Regions from separate parts of the Zea mays genome. Here regions 1 and 3 are each linked to region 2. The links are chromatin contacts, called in public Hi-C maps. All regions are on one chromosome and are shown on one strand. Each heading gives the region's core, a stretch centred on a gene start, on an enhancer-like site or on the middle of the called end of the contact. The rest is flanking DNA. Distances are from core to core; before and after follow the strand shown.

Evidence for each region. Hi-C and Micro-C count contacts between places; a contact is called where the count stands out from the background.
Region 1: a Hi-C map of endosperm shows a contact between it and region 2, with 2.1 times the contacts expected there. The contact joins the promoter of LOC103634565 here to the enhancer-like site in region 2. A contact is called at or near these places in 2 of 25 Hi-C or Micro-C datasets (bundle sheath and endosperm).
Region 3: a contact with region 2 is called in a Hi-C map of endosperm, with 2.5 times the contacts expected there. The contact joins the promoter of LOC100384293 here to the enhancer-like site in region 2. A contact is called at or near these places in 2 of 25 Hi-C or Micro-C datasets (ear and endosperm).

Annotation. Positions count from the first base shown.
Region 1 is chr1:49,422,750-49,426,652 of Zm-B73-REFERENCE-NAM-5.0, forward strand. It overlaps LOC103634565 (ubiquitin-conjugating enzyme E2 32-like), which reads left to right and starts at 1,787. Exons shown (of 5, transcript NM_001347211.1): 1 at 1,787-2,055; 2 at 2,444-2,575; 3 at 2,660-2,744; 4 at 3,865-3,903. The coding sequence starts at 1,942.
Region 2 is chr1:49,055,453-49,059,197 of Zm-B73-REFERENCE-NAM-5.0, forward strand. LOC118473606 (probable glutamyl endopeptidase, chloroplastic) reads left to right here. Exons shown (of 15, transcript XM_035963511.1): 13 at 10-147; 14 at 622-902; 15 at 1,371-1,802. The coding sequence ends at 1,371. Among protein-coding and RNA genes, the nearest start is that of LOC118473608, 3.7 kb to the right of the region's middle. Within about 2 kb of position 1,934, at least 16 of the 20 cell types and tissues checked have an H3K27ac peak or open chromatin away from gene starts, as enhancers often do. A contact at or near this core is called in ear and endosperm, where this site is marked.
Region 3 is chr1:49,468,219-49,472,184 of Zm-B73-REFERENCE-NAM-5.0, forward strand. It overlaps LOC100384293, which reads right to left and starts at 1,769. Exons shown (of 19, transcript NM_001362343.1): 1 at 1,451-1,769; 2 at 1,071-1,145; 3 at 859-974; 4 at 628-739; 5 at 377-499; 6 at 228-275. The coding sequence starts at 1,585.

The sequences.
Region 1 (3,903 bases), core at 537-3,036, 370 kb after region 2:
CCTCTTCTGCAATCTATCAGTGATAACAGATATATTGATGCCAGATATGCGTCTATAAGATTTCCCACAAATTTGCTCCCCCAGCTCGTCCCGCAAGGCACGAGCATCTGCATCAGACATGGGGGGCGGATCACTGCCAACGTTTGGTAACTGCAAAACACACCAAACACTGTGTTCGGTGATTTGAATCTCTTTCCCACCATCAATCTCTAATTTCATTGTTTCTGGGTTAAGCTTCCGCATCAGCCAGCTAAGCAACTTTCTCGACAATAAATGTGGCTTGAATCTAAGCAGGCCGCCAAACCCCTTAGCAACCACTTCACTTTTCAATTCATCAGATAGAGAATTCACAAGCTTTATAAACTTCCCAGGTGAGCATCGAATAGCTCGTGTCTTAGTTATACCCTTATTTTCATCTCCACCAACAATACCAACATTGTCATCACCAGACCCATCGCCACCAGGAACAAACTCTGTGTCTTTTTCATCATCACTTTCGGCGTCTTGTATAGGAGGGACTTTCAACCTTAATCTCTTCTTCCTTTCCTTTAATTCATTTTTATCTAATTGCTTTCTCTTGTTTTCAACACGGGGAGAGCGACGGACAGCATGAGCGCCTTGCTGGCCTGATACATTCTGATCTTGATCCATTATAAAAAACACTGAAAAAATGGGAATGCAAAAAACATGAGGGCACAGACACATGGTACAGATCTCATAACCAAAAATTGCTAATCAACAAACTAAAACACACAGTACAAAAATAGGAACAAAAAATAGTTGCAATACACACTAATGCTGCACACATACATTAGTACTGGGACAGAATTGCAACATTCGACATAAGCCAGTTGCAACAAGACTGCTAAAAAAATTACTACTGGGACAGTTGCAACAGTGAATTTAAACAAATAACTAGTTATATACGAGCACTGTTATAAAAGACAGTAATGATGTATGTGGTCTGAAAGTAAAAATTATACAGTTGCAACTTATGTCATGGACCAGTTGCAACAAAAGGTACACTGCAGTTACAATAAAAGTGGAAACATCTGAGATTATAACCTAGAACACAAACTGCTTGTTCAAAAATGAAATGTATCCGCATTAACCTAGATTATAACCTAGAATACAACAATTAATAATTCCAATCAACGAATAATACTAGTTGCAACACTTGGGGAAAAAATGGGGTTTACCTGTCTATTACCGAAAATAACAAAACAAATCCAAAAAATGGGGACAGAGAAATGGGAGAGAGATCGGATGCGCTTACACGGCGGTCGCGGGCGCAAACTACTCCGGCGCGGGCTACGTCGACGTTCGCGGTCTACGACTCAGGCGAGCAAACGATTCTGACGGGAGCGGAGGATCCGTTCGCGGAGAAGTGTGGAGGGGGCCGGAGCTGGGAACGAGCGGGAGCGTGCGGGAGCATGCGGGATGGACGAAGACGGGAACGGGAGCGAGCGCACAACGGCTACGGTGAGGGCTAGGTCGCCGGGGAAGAGAATGGATTGAGCCGTACGCGGAGGGCCAGGAAAGTGGAAAAAAGGCGCAGTCGGGCGCGGGTAAGTGAAAAGGCACAATATCGGTTCCGCTGCGTCGGTTCGGCTGTGTGGATAGGTTGGGTCGGACCATGTGCACATGGGCGCGTAGGTTGCGTCTGGGTGCATTCTCTATATTGAATACACTCAGGTGTAATATATAATAACAGTATATATATATATATATATATATATATATATATATATATATATATATATAAAAGCTGTTCGGCTGTGGGCCAGTGGCTGTCGCCACTCGCTACCTCACGCGCTTCCGCTACCTCTCGTTGTGTCTCGTCCTCTCTCTCTTCTATTCCATTCCCAACTTGGCTGCCCAACCCTTGCGTCGGTAGACGGCGGCCGCGGCGAGGATAGAGGGTTCCCTGAGGAGGCAGTGATGGAGACCATGGCTAAGTACAACCGAAGCAACCCGGCAGTGAAGCGGATCCTGCAGGAGGTTAAGGAGATGCAGTCCAACCCCTCACCCGACTTCATGGCCCTCCCCCTCGAGGTCCCAATCTCAACCCTATCGCTCACTATAATAACGAAATTTGTCCGATCTGATCTTATTCATGCCTTAATCGAATGTCGATTGATTATTGATTGTATTTTTTCTATTGCGGTGTTCGGCGTTTTAGGGTCTCGATAATTTGTTGACCGGTTCGCTTGCGTTTTTTTCTAGATCTGTTAATTAAACTGCTAATACGATCAATTAGCAGTAGGAACTTGCTGCTGTAGTAGTTGAGGATCAAGTGGGGTATGTTTTAAATTTTATCTCCGAATGAAGGGAATATTTTTTTTTTTTTGCAATGAGACTCAATATGCCAATTTGATTCACTGCTAAGCTTCTTATGTATAATAATTATTACTAAGAGGTTCACTTACATGCATTTGACCAGGAAGACATCTTCGAGTGGCAATTTGCTATCCTTGGCCCGAGAGACAGCGAGTTTGAGGGTGGAATCTATCATGGCAGGATCCAGCTTCCCTCGGATTATCCATTCAAGCCGCCGTCCTTCATGCTACTCACGGTATGTAGTATTTATGTTCTAATTGTCATCTGTTATCTCACTAACGTGTTTGTGAGCCATTGCTGACTTCACTATGTGCTGAAGCCAAGTGGACGCTTTGAGATTCAGAAGAAGATTTGTTTGAGCATATCCAATTATCACCCTGAGCACTGGCAGCCATCATGGAGTGGTGAGTAACCTTTCATCATTTGTTTATAAATGACTGCTCAAGTGCTCTGTTTGCTAATGGGCCCCTCTAGTAAGCTGAAAAGCAACATTATTCATCGTCCACTCGTATATAATTTTGTGGGCTATATGAGCTTGGTGCAAAATAAATTTCTTTTCTTTTGGTCTTTGGATTTCCATCAGGCCAAGTACCCGCCTTATGGCTAGGCCAAAAGTAAACATGCATTTCTTCATTCTTAAGATGAATATATGAATGCTAGGGTTGAACAGTTGGTTTGCTTCTGAGAGTATTCAAGTCTGCAATGCTTTTTTGGTGGGCAGTTTTCAGTGCCATCAGGCCGTTACTTGAGAGGCATCATGTGTGTGTATGTGCTTCAACATTACAGTTCATAGAAGTCTTCTGTTGTCTTGTTTTTCTTTGCTCATGCATGCTTTGAACTCCTTTCTTTTGTTATAGCAAGACGTAGCAGTAACTTGGTACTCTTTCATGTGTTGGCACCATTTTTTCATGGTGCGGAAGAAAATGATTCTTTGGTTCCTAAGAAATCGTTCTGGGGCAAGTACTTATCTGCTTGGCCAGGCCAAAGGAGGAACATTTACTTTCTATGTAATGTTTACTTTTAGACTTTTAGTTGGGAACTATAAGGCTTGTGTTCTTCACTCCCTGCTAGGCAGCAATCCTGGCTCTGCCTGAAATCGGATGCCTGGGGTTGATGCATGCACTGGGGCACTGAGCAGCTTTTCTTGGGAGCAGATCAAACAACCACCAAATGCATGTTTGATTATGCTGTACATTCACTAAATTAGTATGATCCAGTCTATAAGAGCACAATGTTTTTGACTTTTGATTTTTAATTCAACATTTGTCAATAGCAGTTTTTTAGTTTATTTGCATTTCATTTGGAACAGTTTTTTTTCTGGTTCACTTACTATAATTTGGAAATGGACCAAATAAATTTGATATATATTAATTTCATACGCTTTTTTGCAAATAGGTTGGTGCTGTATTTGCAAATCATTAGGAATTGTATTTGGTTGTCCAATGTGGAAAGGATTGTTTTCATGATTTTGTGTTCACATAATTTTTAACTTTTAAGTGCTAAACTAAACAAATCTTGTTGCAGTGCGCACAGCGTTGGTGGCCTTGATTGCATTCATGCCAA
Region 2 (3,745 bases), core at 684-3,183:
TTTCTACAGAACGAGGATAGAACACTCTGGGAGGCAACAAACACATATGTCGAGATGAGCCCTTTCATGTCTGCAAACAAAATCAAGAAACCAATTTTACTTATCCATGGAGAGCAGGACAACAATTCTGGGACATTGACAATGCAGGTCAAGTCTTATGCTACAAGCCTGCTCATAGCCTATGAAATCTATCAATCTCTCTGGAAAAGTGTTTGAACTTTGTTGCTGCTTCCTACTGCATATGATGCTTGAATCTTAGCAAACAATAACAAGAGTAATATTCCATACACAAGTAGTCCAAGTGACCCAAACTTCTTCAGTGAGAGGTAGATTCGTAAGAAGTATAATCACGCATGCTACCAAGGACTACACTTTTAATTGTTGTACCAGGATAGCAATTTTAATTTTGCATATGTGATATTAGACCTGCTTGATTTGGAGTGTCTTTACCATTAAACTGACTTGTTTGCTTCTGGTTGTTTTATGCAAGTCTTCATTATTTTCTGTGGAAATATTCTCTATGTTCTCATGATTTGATTTTCTGCTTATTTTTGTTACTGGTTAGTGACTTTTACTAATCTGCGTTATTGATCTTATGGTTTGTCCTTTTTCTTTTTGCAGTCAGACCGATTCTTCAATGCCTTGAAAGGTCATGGTGCACTGTCTCGTTTGGTAATACTTCCTTTTGAGAGCCATGGGTACTCTGCCAGGGAGAGTATCATGCACGTCCTCTGGGAGACCGATAGGTGGTTGCAGAACTACTGTGTAAATGGTACTAGCAAGGTTGACTCAGTGTCAGAGGCTGACAGTAAAAACAAAACATTGTCAGCTAGTGGTGGCAGTGCAGCCCGTGAAGGTCTAAACCCTGAGGAACTCTCATCATTACCAAGATCGCTTCTGTGGTAAGTTTTTTCCTTGGTTGCTGCTTCTCAAGAAGAAAAAAGATACACTTGTTTGTTTGTTTGTCTGTTGGGTTAATTGGCGCTCCTGATATTGTCTTACGTAGTATTTGCGATACCTGCTTTAAAGCTCACTGTACAGACTGAAAAAAAAATCTCATCTGCTTAATTATCTTATATCAAAGTTCCCACACGGAGCAGGCTGCTTACAATGATGTCTTAAGTCGCTTACTGTGCAAATGCATGCAATCGCGTAGACAAATATCTATTGTGATGCATTTTAAAAATTAAGCATGTCAATACCAAATGATAATAAAACAAATGGTTTCAGTTTCGGTAACTTATTAGTTTTATTTTGTGCAGCTTATAGAGTCGTGTTTAATGGTTGAATTGTGCATCCATCTGCATGGACTTGTATACTTTTCTCAATTCTTCATAAGAAAAGATGATAACATACTTGATTTCGTACAGATCAACTTCAGTTGGTGTTCATGAAACATTCCCTGGACAGCAAGCCTAAAGGGAAAAAATAGTGTATCGTTGCACTTCTACCTTAACCGACTACCAGGGATGCCTTGATTGGCCTCATATTTGTTTCGATTGCTGCAGGTGATCATGTTACTGGCATGCAGGAGCCCCCTACCCCCCCCCCCCCCCCCCACCCCCACCCCACAAATATAAGAAAGGCCTAGTCTCTGGTGGCCACTGCACTCAGATATATTTGGGTCAATTTGTATTCTATTGGTAATGGCCAATGGAAGTCATTCTTGCGATTAATATCATGTACAGAAATATAGCCTTTTGCAGTTTTGATCCCAACTCTTGCACTTGGCAGCGAACTGATACGTTGGTTTTCTTTGACAGCAATCTAAAATAAAATAATAACTAATGAGATTATCATATGCTCCAATGTCTCGCATCGTCACATTTTACCTGTTACCATTATTTACTGCAGCTGTTGTACTGACATTCGTTGCCCATTTGAGAGGCGCGGGTTTGCCTGGATAGCTGGGTAGCTGGGTAGCTACCGGTAGCCTGGGTGGGCTTGGCCTGTTTACTGCAATACAGTGCGGGTCTGTTGGGTAGGTTGTATTGGGTTAGCTGAGTTTGGCTCGGTTTTTGTTTGGTTGCCCGCTTTAGCGTAACTTTTTCGTTTTTATATTTAAAATATTTGAAGTTTCATTTCATATCGCGGTTCTTAAAAGTACAAGTCTAGGTGCCTGTCGTCCTAGGAGGAGCGGCCGACACCTAGATGTAAAATTTATTTGAACTTTTTTTTTGCACCCGGGCCTTTTGGGATTTGTAGCTTCAGCTAGGGATACCAACGAGTATATACCCATCGAGTAGTATCATTTTATTTTATACATGTACTCGTCAATAAAAATTATACTTGTCAGGTTACTCATCTGCTCTTGTGGGTATAAAAACTTACTCGTTGGCTAATAAAAATTATACCTATACGGGTAATTTTACCTGTTGGCTAACCCGTACCTGTAAGGTCTCAAATTCTAATATTTGTATCACTTAGAATGTTAAATAAACACACAAATATAAGTTCAACTTAAACCATGAGATTACATAATAGTTAAACAAATAATAGTTGAGAAGGATTTTTTAGCTAAGATCTGCTTTATTATTGATAATAATAATATGACGTCGGTATATTTTACATATGGGTACATGAGTATGGATAGTATCCATCTATACCTGTATCTGTCTACCCAACAGGTAGAGATTCTTGACCATTAACATACCCGCGGATAGAGAAACCATCTCATACTCGTCTACATATCGGGTAAAATTCATCGGTTTTTGGGTTTCAGGTATCCATTGTCATCTCTATCTCTAGGAGACCCCGTATCTCATCTCCTATCACATCTCCTATTTTAAACCTTACTCTGTAAACAGTGTCATCTATAGTTTTTGCTTTCCTATATTTTATACTACCCCCTGAGACAATTTTAGGAGAGGTGGCAAGCCTCACTCTCATTCGGTCGGGGGGACAATAGGTACCTACCGCTTAGACGCTTAGGCTGTCTCTAGCACACTCCTATCATATTCTCTTTTAAATATTACTATGTAAATAGTGTCATTTAAGTTTCGCGTTCCCTATTTTACACTACCTACTGGAGACAATCTTAGTGGAGGGGTGGCAGGTCCCCCTTCCCTATATCTCTACTATTATATAAGACGTTAGTGTAGACGTCCACATTTTTTTGGTGCACGGTTCTGCCGTCGCCCGCTCTCCTCTCACTGTCTCGCCCTCGCCCCCGCCCCCGCTGTCCTATCTCGAGCATCCGATCTCTCGCCCGCCATTATGGAAGGAGAATCAACACATCGAGGGAAGGTCCGTGTGGTTCTTGAAGGTCCGACTCCGCTCTCCTCTCTGATGTCTCTCTCGCCCGCCATCTGCGCCAAGAATCACCGCCATCTCCGCGCTCCTCTCTGCAATCCACCGCCATCCATGGCAGCTCTATCCGCGCCCACAAATCGCGCACAGATTCATGGCAGCCGCGCCCTGCTCTCCTCTCTGCAGTCCGCCACGATTCTTGGCGCCCACACCTCTGCAGTCTGCCCTGCTCCGTGCTCCTCTCTGCAATCCACCGCCATCCATGGCAGCTCTGTCCGCGCCCACAAATCGCGCGCAGATTCATGGCAGTCGCCTTTCCGCTCGAGCACTCACGCAATCATCACCGCCGCCATCCATGGCAGCTCTGTCCGCGCCCACAAATCGCGCGCAGATTCATGCTTCCCGCTATCACATTCTCACTGACTGCCCCGGTCGCGCTTCCTTCTCCTGCAGCCATCAGAAAAGGGGGCAAAAAGGCCACCGAATTCTCCTCGCC
Region 3 (3,966 bases), core at 519-3,018, 410 kb after region 2:
ATCCATGTATAAGCAAAGAAAAACGTAATAGTTTGCAGCCTCAAATAGTACTAGGTCCAGAATTCGAGACAAGGCAACTCAAGCAAGAGAAGACTGACATGAAGCAAGTCTAATCGGACAAGCTGGTTATTTCTAAGCATGAAAATAAGCTGTACAAACAAGCAAGATAATGGAAAGGCAAACAGAAGTATTAACAGCAGGTCAATGCTATGAAAAGATGATACAACCTCATCAAAATCAGCAAATATGTATGAATGCTCCTTCATGAACCAGATCTGCAGAAATATTATGATAGTCAGTGAGCTTAAATCTCAGGGGGGAAATGCCAGAAAACGTCAGGAAAGTAAACGGGGGACAGAAGTGAAGTGTGTAATACCATTGCTGACAGACACTGCAAGCTTGCGGCCCTAAGAAGCCTGTGATCCTCTCCTTGTCGACGTGAAAGTGCACATACTTTGTGCACCAAGCTTTCAATATTGCGTGCATATGTGTTGTCTACCTGCTAATATGCGAGGGGAAAATGAATCCTAAAGCATACCTCAAAGGCTCAAACAAAAAATTATTATGACCAATTAGCAATTAAGTGAGAATTTAAAGCACAGAACATGTCTGGCTGTCATGCCCCACCTGACTGTTAATAAAGTTTGCTAAAGTTTGACAGCCAAGGATGTGAACATTCTCCTGCTTGCTTTCTAGAAGCTCGGTAAGGACATTCACTAGGCTGATGGCAAAATATGCCCTGCAACAACACATGTGCAAGTAGGACAACATAAGAACTCTGCCACAAAACCTTATCATCAACAGTTAACATTGCAATAAATAGTGCACAAGTGGTACTTAAGAAATTAGCAAACTCACATCTGCTCCTTACAAATGAAGAGTAGCTTGCTGTAAGCTTCAGTGATGATTCTGACGAAGTTCACATGGGCAGAGCGCAGCTCCTTGTGACTCCTCTGCTCTAGAAACTTGGCAATCTGGCAGGCAGGCAAGCAGTGAAGAATAAACAAGCAATGATTAACCACATCGTCCTGTAGCAGGGCAATACGTCACAAAATGGCAACATCACATGCCTTTGGTATGCGCAATGGGTTCTTCGCAGCATACTCGCACAACTTCACTATTTTCCTCTCATTCGGAGCACCATCCTGCAAAAAGTAGAGCGTGTAAACACAGTAAGCAGCGACACACTTGACCAATAATGCCACATACAATCAGCACTAAAATCAACATTATCCACAGAATTAAGTTAGAGAAGACAGGATTCGACACGATTGACAGAGCAAATATTATTCCGCTAGGCATTTTATAAGGAAGCATGTTACCAACTACTTGCAGATCCAAAATGACACAATGCATCACGCAGCCGCAACAGCCAGGCAATGCCGATACCGGACTTCCTAAACTAGACGCGCGTAGACTGAACCGAAGGAGAGGAGGAAACGATACTCACGGGCGTCTTGGGGAATATCTCGGCGAGCAGCTTCTTGTAGCGCTTGACGGGGCGGCGCGAGCTCGGGCGCAGCGCGGGGCAGCACACGCACACGCTCTCGCACGACGGCAGCAGCTTCGCCGAGAGGAAACCCATGTCTTCCGCCGGCCCTGCGAGAACGACGCAGCGGCCCTCGTAGATCTCACCCGCGCCTCTCCGACCGCAGAGAGCGCCCAGACTCCCGCTTGGAGTATATCTCAGGCCTCCACTCCTAGCTCCGCCGCCGCCGCCGACCGACCCCAAACCCAGCCCGTGGAGACGACCCAAAACCCAGAAATGTAGAGGGCTACAGAACCGACGGGTGGGAGGGGGGAATTTGGGGTGGGAGCCTGGGAGGGGAGGTGGAGGGGAGGGGGGCGGGCGGAGGGCTGGACTCCTGGACCGCTGGTGTGCGAGGACAGGCGAGAGGGCCGAGGAGATACCACGTGAGAGAGAGAGAAACCGAGAAAGAGAGAGGCCTCGGTGGCAGCGCCAATTGCAGCAGCCTTTTCCTGTGTTTCCCCGCGCCGAGTGACCTGCGCTTTCCACACGCGCCACTGTGACCTGTGAAGTGAGAACAGGGGCGTGCTGACTGCCCACTTGCCCAGTGCCCACGCCAGTACGCACTTCGGCACTTGTGAATTGTGACGGACTCCTGCGTTTTGAACGTTGAGTGCGGCCCCCAGGTCCCCACTCCCTGTGCGGCAGGGACCCTAGGTCAAAACCGTTCAGTAGTACCATAGAAAGTTGGAAGCTGGAGGAGCTCATCCATGAACATAAACGAAGAGGAGCATAGACCCAGCTTAAATCCAAATTTTGGCCGTCACAAACTACAACTGAGTGCTAAATGTCTAGCTATTTCAGATTGTTTCTACAAAAATCGTCCAAGAAGTATACAATCGGCGAGTATTACGATAGAAAAGAATTTATCACTTTCTAGATCCTAAATATCCCTTTATTTTCCTGCCCACATAATCCTCACAGCTAGATTCTAAGACTGAACCAAACAGTTTTATAATCATCTGTATCTTTGACGGGCAGAGTTGTATAGTAGGCGCGGCCATATTGAATAATTAAGAGTTGGAGTTGAAATTTCTGGGAGGGTCGGAGACCTTCTCGTGACAGGCATTGGGAAATGGCATACTTTATTCGTCCATCCATTAGATTATAGAAGACGTCGTTGATGCAACCTAGGACTTGGGTTGTTGTTTATGTAGTTGCTGTCTTGCTGATCACTCCAGGTTTGGTGCGCCCTAGATGATGCCATGCTGCTTAATCATGTTGGCCAGTGTTTTGTCAGGACATTGGGTTCTTTAGTAAGTAGGACGGGCTTCTTTACTGCTGCCGTGGGCGAGCTCGTGGAGTAATTGATCGCGTGTGTCTGCTTTCAGGCTTCAGCTGTTCAGCAATATAATATGCACGTTCAGGAAATTTTGGGTTTTATCCACTAGTGTTTGGCTCTGATGGAAAAGCTTGAAGAGCTGGATAAAAATGCTGAGAAGGGGACCTTATCGTCTTCTGATTCAAATGTAAGAGCCTGTTTGAAGGTTAGACTCCTAACAACTTCTAGGGAGAAAGAAATTAAGTGGTTCCAAAGATCAGAAAAATCTCTTAGAAGGGGATGATAACACAAAGTTCTTTCACTTGGTAGCAAATAAAAAATATAGTAAATCTCGTATTTTCCAGCTTGAGGATAAGGGAAGAGTCATCAAATGGGATGATACTTTAAAGGAATATAAGTATTATCAAAATCTTTTTGGACCATACGATCTGCCGGTTACCCAGAAAGGGGTACATGAGGTAAGGCTCATAAAACTCTCGTTGGACATTTACCAACCAAATCATAGCCAAGCAAGTATGTTAAGCGAGGTGAGCGACCAAGCCCTCGCCGAACAAGTCTGCGAGGCGGGGCAAACGACCAAACCTCAGCCGAGCAAGTTCGAAAGACGAGACGAACGACAAAGTCCCCGCCGAGCAAGTCTGCGAGGCGAGGCGAACGATTAAGTCCCCGCCGACCGAATCCGCAAGGAAGGAACCCGGGCCGACGCTGTCGGCCCACGACGGCCGCGACAACGTCACCAAACCACGACCAGGCCGTACCTACACTACCAAAAGACGTCAGACAGACACGATATAACACCCATGCATGCACCCCACGGATAAAACCTCACTGACTTACTGGGCTCATCAACTTCAGTCGTGGAGGCTTCAGCACTGGAGTCTCTACAGGGATCCATACATCAAAAAGGTCAATACAATACCTCATATCGGACGTATACCTATGTGCGCTTGGTAATGACGCAAAGGGTATGATGGAAGATAAAGCTATACCAGACACGACCTGAACCTTACCATAAGCCCACTTTGCAGGACCCGCCAGGTACCGCAACGCTAGCACCAAGCAAGCGATAGGGACTTGTCAGGCCCGGCCCTGAGGGTAGGTAGGGTATGCCGCCGCTCAGGGCCCCCAAAGTTAGTAGGGCCCCCAGTCCGACCTA